Regions from separate parts of the Sus scrofa genome. Here region 1 is linked to region 2. A link is a contact called in public HiChIP or PLAC-seq data. All regions are on one chromosome and are shown on one strand. Each heading gives the region's core, a stretch centred on a gene start, on an enhancer-like site or on the middle of the called end of the contact. The rest is flanking DNA. Distances are from core to core; before and after follow the strand shown. Region 1 overlaps LOC110259422 (a long non-coding RNA gene). Region 2 overlaps LOC102159394 (a long non-coding RNA gene).

Evidence for each region. HiChIP or PLAC-seq counts read pairs in DNA pulled down with a chosen protein or histone mark.
Region 1: an H3K27ac HiChIP or PLAC-seq map of skeletal muscle shows a contact between it and region 2. The contact joins two enhancer-like sites. A contact is called at or near these places in 1 of 47 Hi-C or Micro-C datasets (epiblast stem cells) and 1 of 2 datasets of contacts at active chromatin or transcription factors (skeletal muscle).

The regions. Positions count from the first base shown.
Region 1 is chr2:97,008,725-97,012,480 of Sscrofa11.1, reverse strand. The region is part of intron 4 of LOC110259422 (a long non-coding RNA gene); the gene reads left to right. Among named protein-coding and RNA genes, the nearest start is that of CETN3, 580 kb to the left of the region's middle. Within about 2 kb of position 1,955, at least 2 of the 83 cell types and tissues checked have an H3K27ac peak or open chromatin away from gene starts, as enhancers often do. A contact at or near this core is called in skeletal muscle, where this site is marked.
Region 2 is chr2:96,319,688-96,323,707 of Sscrofa11.1, reverse strand. The region is part of intron 3 of LOC102159394 (a long non-coding RNA gene); the gene reads right to left. Among named protein-coding and RNA genes, the nearest start is that of MEF2C, 100 kb to the right of the region's middle. Within about 2 kb of position 2,752, at least 2 of the 83 cell types and tissues checked have an H3K27ac peak or open chromatin away from gene starts, as enhancers often do. A contact at or near this core is called in skeletal muscle, where this site is marked.

The DNA of each region.
Region 1 (3,756 bases), core at 706-3,205, 690 kb before region 2:
GAGTTCTATATAAGAGAAAAGAGTAATGTCAAATATCTTTAGAGGATTTTCCAACAATCTTCTCTGCCAGAGAATTATAGACTACTGTCATTTGCTCCATCTACTCCTTTTTTTTTTTCCTCATGGAATCAGGCTACAACATCAAAAAAAGCTTCTAATCTAGACTTTTATAAATTAATTTGCTTCTGATTAATAGGACAATTTACATTTCATTAATCAATTATTTTGAGGACTTATGAGGCACATTTTTATGTTTCTGTTAGTACATTTTAGTGGGCTTTTGTTTGTTTGTTTTGTTTGCTTTTTAGGTAATAGAATGACACCCTGATCTAGCAAGTTGTGTTATTTTCATCATGGGTATTTCTCACAGGATATTCACCTCTTGGTATATTTTCTTCCATTTCATAATTTAAGTGGCTATCATCCTTGTTGTGTCATAGAAAAACAACTGTCCCCTACCAAATTCTTACTAAAAACAAGTAAAATTGATGAGATTTGTTGGATTCTTTTCATCTAGCCAAGTGGTTTTGCTTCATTTGGACAGCGCTTCAGCAGTTACTGTGACCACATCGATGAGTTATTTCTCGCCAACTGTGCAGTTCATCCTTGCATGTATTACCCACGGATATTAAAATGATCTTCATCGTAGTCCTTGCTTTAATGTTTTTGACTATCACAATCATTATCATCCGAGGAGTCCCAGCAGCATTATTTAGAGATGTACACTAGAGGGTGGTGTTTTACCTGGACACTAGACTTATCAATGCATTGGCTTTGAGGAAGAATGAAAAAATGTCTCCAGGAAATGTTCCCCATGTTTAATGTTACATAATTCTCAGCACATATGCCCCATTAACAAAGTTGATAAACCCCAGGGGATGGAAGCGGAGACTGAGTCACTTGGCGGCCTTGCTATCCCATTTCTTCAACACGTTCCTGTAGGTGTTTGGTTTTCCTGAGCTCCACATGCAGAGTGTCACTTGAAAACCAACACTGATCACTGGGTGAGAATATATTTGACTCCAACTACAGGGAATTGGAAAGCAAGTGAGGCAACTAGTGAATGTGAGTAGAGCTATTAAACTCACCGCTTCGATTTTTAAATCCCCTGCATTGTTTACATATATTTCTATGGCTGACCCGAGAAGAACAGAAACCATCAGTACTGGAGGGAAAAGTTCTTTTCTGGCAGCTCCTGTTTCTGTGCTTAGCCCCCTCTGGTTTACATGTAGTTTAAAAAAAAAAAGTTTCCAATTTAGTGCAGCCCCTCTTTCATAATGTTTTGCATGAAATGATCAAAATGTTTCTAAAGGTACCCCTCCCCATAAAAATATTCATGTCAATGATAGGTTAATTTTTTTTTTTTTTTTTTGCTTCTAGGCTTTTATCTTTGTGTTTTTCTCAATTGATTCTTCTAATATTGGTAAAATCTGTGCTCAAATTATGAACTCTGTTGTAGTTTCTCAGGACAAAAGTCTAAATTTTCACTGACTTTTACTTGTGAAAAAATACCTCAAAGCAGGGAAAAAAATCTCAAATGTGTTTCTCTGAAATTTCCCTTCAAGAGAAATGTATTCTTCCTGCTCTGACCAGGGGAAATTTCCTTTTAACACAAGGAAGTCTTCATCTGACTTATATTCTTTATTATTCTTTACCACTATCTGATTCAGAAAGACTGCTGGAATCAAGATCTCCTAAAATAAATTTTAAAAGGGTAATTTCATATGACCGAATTAAAATTGAATTGACCAGTTCCTATTAAAGTTAAACCCTGTCCACTACTGCCAAACTCTCTATTGAAGTCTAGGTACACACTTTCCTTCTAATGTTCCTTAACATTTGGCTCTGCTGTTCCCATGCTCCCCTTTTTTCAGTGATACGATAACATTGCAATAATACTTAAACGCTGACACAACAGAAACCCTTGCCAGTTTGGCTCTCAACCTTGGCAAGCTTTTTGTTATAGTTGCAACCGGCTTACTCCTTGAGTTGTACAAAACTTTCAGAGCTCCTCTACAGCATGTCTTATAAAGAAGACTAAAAGGAAAAGTAAGAGAGATGCTAATTTTAGACAGAGAATAGTAAATAGGACAATAAATAAAAGCTCTGTTTTGGCACATTGGAACTTTCTTTTTTCCCCTTTGAAATGTGTGATTCCTTTTCCCAAATGTTGCACTAGATTTATTTTTAAAGGTGTCATCTATTTCCATTCCAGTGCTATGTCATCTATAATTTAAATTTATGAGATAAATCTTGAGGTTCACCAGTTGGAGCAGCTGGAGAATTCTAGCCACCTTGCCATTGAAAATGCAGATTTGCTGAAGGTTTTTGTGTCTGACAAGCCCCACTGAAAGCACCTCATTCCCTTTCCTGACAAGTATCCATCAACATGTAATATTTATTCTTCTGTTTTAGTTTCACTACAAATAATTGGCGGTCCCTCAGCAAGAAGACAGTTTCCTGCTGAGGCAGCACCACCTGTATAGCTTCGCCAAGCCGAGAACAAATGCTCTGAGAAGAAAGTTTTCCTAGAACTGATGGGTAAAATGAATGAGGGATATTTACTAAAAGGAGGAAAAACCAAATCTGCTCCTTTAGTTGCATCATCATTTTTAGTTCTCCAGTCTTCCTTTTATCACTGTCAGAATAGCAACTGAATGTTTATACATATATTTTATGGCTGATAAGTAAAATATTCTTGTTGGAGTTCCCTGGTTGCTCGATGGGTTGGAATTTGGCATTGTCACTGCTATGGCTTGGGTTGCTGTTGTAGCACTGTTCAATCCCTGGCCCTGGAGCTTCTCTGTGCCATGGGTACAGCCAGAAAAAAAGGAATAAAAATATTATTTTAACTTGTCTTCCACCACCCTTCTCTAGCATGTGCGTGCTTTCTCTCCCTTTCTCTCTCTCTCTCCCTTTCTCCCTCTCTCTCTATATATATGCATATTATATATAAACATGTATATACACACACACATATATCTGAGCATTTAACTTCACAATTATTATCTTATTGGACACAATCTATGGGTTTGCAGTGATTTACATTTTTAACGTCCAGCAAACATGGATATTATATACACAAAGGTAGCTAGTGTGAGTGATAGTGAATTAGATTGACCATGGCCTTCATATAATTGTCATGAGCTCTGGTTTTCTTGAAACTCTCAGACCTAAATCCCCCTTGTTAGGAAAGGAGATATTCTTAAAGAATTATATTTCTATGAAATGTGCATGGTTTTCCCTCAAGCAGAAAAATGTGGCAGGTAAATGAAAAAATAAACAAGTTGGTATATTGATTTTTTTTTTTTAAATACAGGAAAAACCAGAGTGCCAATTCAGGTTTACCTTAATTTCTATTGGAGGAGTCTTTAAACTTTGGGCATCAGAATTGCGTATGGCACTTCATTACAAACTGAAGCGGTAGTTGTTTTCTCTCAATTTCTGGGGAAAAAAATCCAACTGTTATTTAGTATTTCTCCTATTTTCAGCATTAATTTCATGATTAGTTTCCAGTGCTTAATATCTAGCATAACTTACATTACAGAGAGCAAAATGAATGAATGAGTAAGGGAGGGATATTAAAGTACAAACACACCAATGCCTGCATAAAAACCAGCTTTTGGTGAATGGACCCCAATCTTCTTGTTTCTTACTTTGCATTCTATGCATTTAATTTAACCTTAACATTAATAAAAAATAAAATCCCTAGTGCTGCACACCAACATTTATGCTGAATTATTCTGATGAGATGGA
Region 2 (4,020 bases), core at 1,503-4,002:
AACACAAAATCAAAATTAAAGAAAAGGCTAAGACCAGAACTTCATAAATCTTATAAATGAAGTCACTGTTATTCAAGTACAAAAAGTCATCAATATAATTCTAACTAAATTTTGCAAAATAAAAAATTGTGAAAATGAAAATACGCAGGAAAAAAAGAGCACGTCCATGTTTTTCCTGCCTGCATGCCCTTCTCTATTGACACATATCCTGCTCCTCTTTATTTACTTTTTTAATATAAACTACTTGTGTTTTTTAAATCAGCGGCTTAATCAGAGGCTCTAAATACTCTATGAGAAATTGCTCCTTTCTCCTCCCTTGGCTACATGAAAATAAAGATGCTAGCTATGGCAAATTTTTCACAAGGATTTCCACTTCCTGAGATGTTTAATTGACAATGGAAATAACAGTTATCACAATTATCACAATTATATTGATTTTCTTTTTATTTCCATTAGCAACTTTTTGTTAACTTTTCAAATTATGCATCCTTAGCTTGACCCACTTTTTAGATGCCTCAGGCAGCAAATTTGGGACTTAAAATTTGAACTTACAATTGCTATATTTTTAATACAACCTAAAGGTGTTCGTAGGGAAACATAGATCTAGATTAGAAAATACAGAGTTGTTTTATGAAAGCAACTACCCTTTATAGTTCATATATCTTTTCAACCTTAATTTTTCCTAAAATAATTTTTCACTAATGTTTTTAGCTAATGACTTGTTCAGTTAATTGGATTAATTTTAATAGGTTATTAAATTGTGCCCCTTTGCTAGCTATAAGAATGAAAATATCTTAAAATTTATGTATGTTAATTTAATGTTGCAGTATAAGTATATGCTTTTTTATTTTAATTTATACCACAAAGATTTCAGACAGTGTAAATGGGATTCCAATTCCTATAAGAAATTGTTGAGATTCAGGAATCATGAACCATGCCTAAGTTCTTGGAAACTATGTGTCTGCTATGGTGGCTGTTGGCTCCTGTGAATGGAAAAAAGTGCCACAGAGAATTTCAACCAACATGAAGCAACTGTTCCAAAGAATGTGGCTTAAGATTTTCAAAGACCAGTCAGACAGTTAAAGCATGCAGCTGTACTAGAAGGTGACCAAGAATAAGAATAGATGAATCAAATAACAAATGCATTACAAGACAGGTTTGAATTGCCAGGACTAAGTTAAGTTTTTTGTAGTTTTACCTGAAGAGCATTCATATTTCAAAAGAAACTAAATTAAAATAATATAAACAAACGGAATAAATTTCAAAAATGAGCAGCGGTAAATAAAATGGTAAATAAATCCTGTCCCAAGTCAGAAGTTATCCTGACAATGGGAAATACCTAAATCCTATATGTTCTTTTGAGGATAACACATATGATAATTTTAAATCACACTAAAATTCAACTACAAAATTCTCCCAGAATAAATTAGCTTCCAAAAATCAAACATTTTCAGAGAGCCTATAAAAAAAAGATAAGTGTGAAGTGTAGGCCTTCTGTGGAATCACCAAAATCTCTCAGCTCTTTATTCTTCTTTCTAAAAAGTTTCCCTGCCGAAATATAATTTAGAGAACATGAAGAAAATAAATGTAAGATGAGCCAAAAAAAAGTATGAGGCCTGAAACTACAATGACAATTTAGGGAATATAAATGTTATTAAACTTCAACTCATTTCTTCCTGGTGAATGCAACCCATCATCTTCAAAGGAAATAGGGCTTGACCAATGCCGTTGTGAATTACTTATACAAATTAAATATGCCACTTCTACTGAAAACTTTAGGTCAGCAGCAGATGTTGGTAAATTCCTACAGAAATGCATGCCCAGAGAACGTTTTTTTTTTTCTTTTTTTTTTAAATGGCAGAAATCTGCTAGCTATTCCTGCCTTATCTGCAACAGCTGAGCAATCTTTCAGTGCCACGCGGAGACGGAAAACTTGGCTCAGATATAGCGTGGACAAGCTTGCCTTAATCACATTGCTCTTTTACATGTGCACAAGGACATCAACATTGACAGTACAGAGTAAAGCAGCCATTTGCTGAAAACAACTGTCAACGTTGTCAAGTTTTTGGAACCTCTTATAATGTGATTTGTATGACAAATCTTGTGGCATTTTGTTTGTCAGCAACAGTAGTGAATTTCCATGTATCTGGGAAGGCAGGAGAACTGTTCAGAAGTGGATTCGGTTTCTTTACACAGACTGCGTTAAAGGAAAACAGTTATTAATTTTTAAATGACAGATTTCAAATAGATCCAGAATTTTAAAAGTGGAATTTCGTTAAAAAAAAAAAAAAAAAAAACACAAGTCGATTTCCCCCCTTCCACTCAAACCTTGAAAAACTGCAATAGTAGTTCAATTTTCTTTTGTTGCACTCCAGGTTTTGAAAACTGTTACTGTAAAAATATTAATATTTTCTGAGACTGGGATCTGTGGCAATAATTACTAGGGTGTGCTTGAAGTGACAACAGTGAGTTCAGTCCTCTCCTCCAAAGAATTAGGTGCGCACTGCCATGCAGCTCTTGAAAACGGATGTAGCAAGTTACAGCTAACCTAGCACACACACCGGTGTTATTCAACAATGTGCCTATTAAGAGACGATTACAGAGATCTTATGGTTCATTAGTTTCTCAACATTTCCTTCACTCCTACTCTGAGCTGTGTTTTTCATACCGCTCTTCCTTAATGTGCTTCACACGTTTGTCCTCGGCCAAGGTCTTCCCCCGTGTGGGTGGAATCCGCTTGGACAGGCCGCATGACAGACAGCACAGCCTCCCTTCCTGCACCTGCTCTGAAATGCCCTTGGGTGTGTGAGATCAGTGTAGCCACCCAGACAGGAAAATCTCAGGTTCTGCCCATTTGCACGACTTAACAGTTCCGTCAGAACAGATCTAATGAGGGAATCTTTTCTGGGCTTCCTCTCATGTGGATCTGGTTAGAAAAGTCCAGAAAAGACATCCTCTCACCCTGTTATGATCCTTTTCCCCCCTCCTCAAAAGATGCTGAACATATTGCCTAGAACCATCTTCATAAATATTAGCTATTCAATAGCTTTTTTAATTGAATTGAATTGAAATGAACAAAACAGAGACAGTTAAAGAAAGAATGCTTCAAATTCCATGATACCCAGTTCTCCCTCCTGTTTTCCTTCCCTTTATTTTTCTGGAAAAGTACTGGATGAGGTGCCTAGAGCAGCAATAGAAATATAACACAAGCCATAAATGCAAGTCACATAGGTAATTTTAAATTTTCCAGTACCCATATTAAAAAGTAAGTAGAGGAGTTCCCTTGTGGTGCAATGAGTTAAAGACCTGGCAATCACTGCAGAGGCCTAGGTTGACACTGTGGTATGGATTCAATTCATGGCCCAGGAACTTCCACATGGCATAGGCAAGCCAAACAAACAAACAAACAAACAAAAAAACCAAAAAAGAAAAAGTAAATGGAAACAGATGAAATAATCTTAATAAATTTATATTTAACCCAGTACATCCATAATGTTCTGTAAAATATTTCTGTTTTAACTCACAACATAGAAAACAAACATACAGTTACCAAAGGAGAAAGGTGCATGGGGGGGAAATAAATTATGTTTGGGATTAATATACACACAATACTATATATAAAATAATCAACAGGGAACTACTGGAGAGCACAAGGAAATCTATTCAATATTATATAAAAATTTATATGGTAGGAGTTCCCATCGTGGCTCAGTGGTTAACGAATCCAACTAGGAACCATGAGGTTGCGGGTTCAATCCCTGGCCTTGCTCAGAGGGTTAAGGATCTGGCATTGCCATGAGCTGTGGTGTAGGTTTGCTATTTCCTCTTTCATTCCCCAGATATCCCTCACTCTTTCCTTTTTCCTTTATTTTTTTTATTTTTTTTATTTTTTTTGCTGGTTGCTAGTTAAAAATCTTACAGGGAAAGGCTCAATGTGTTCTATGGTTTAAAAAACTACTCTGAAATGCTTAAGGTATCAGTCTTTTCCCACCCAATAGCAGTTTATCTTCATGTAATCCT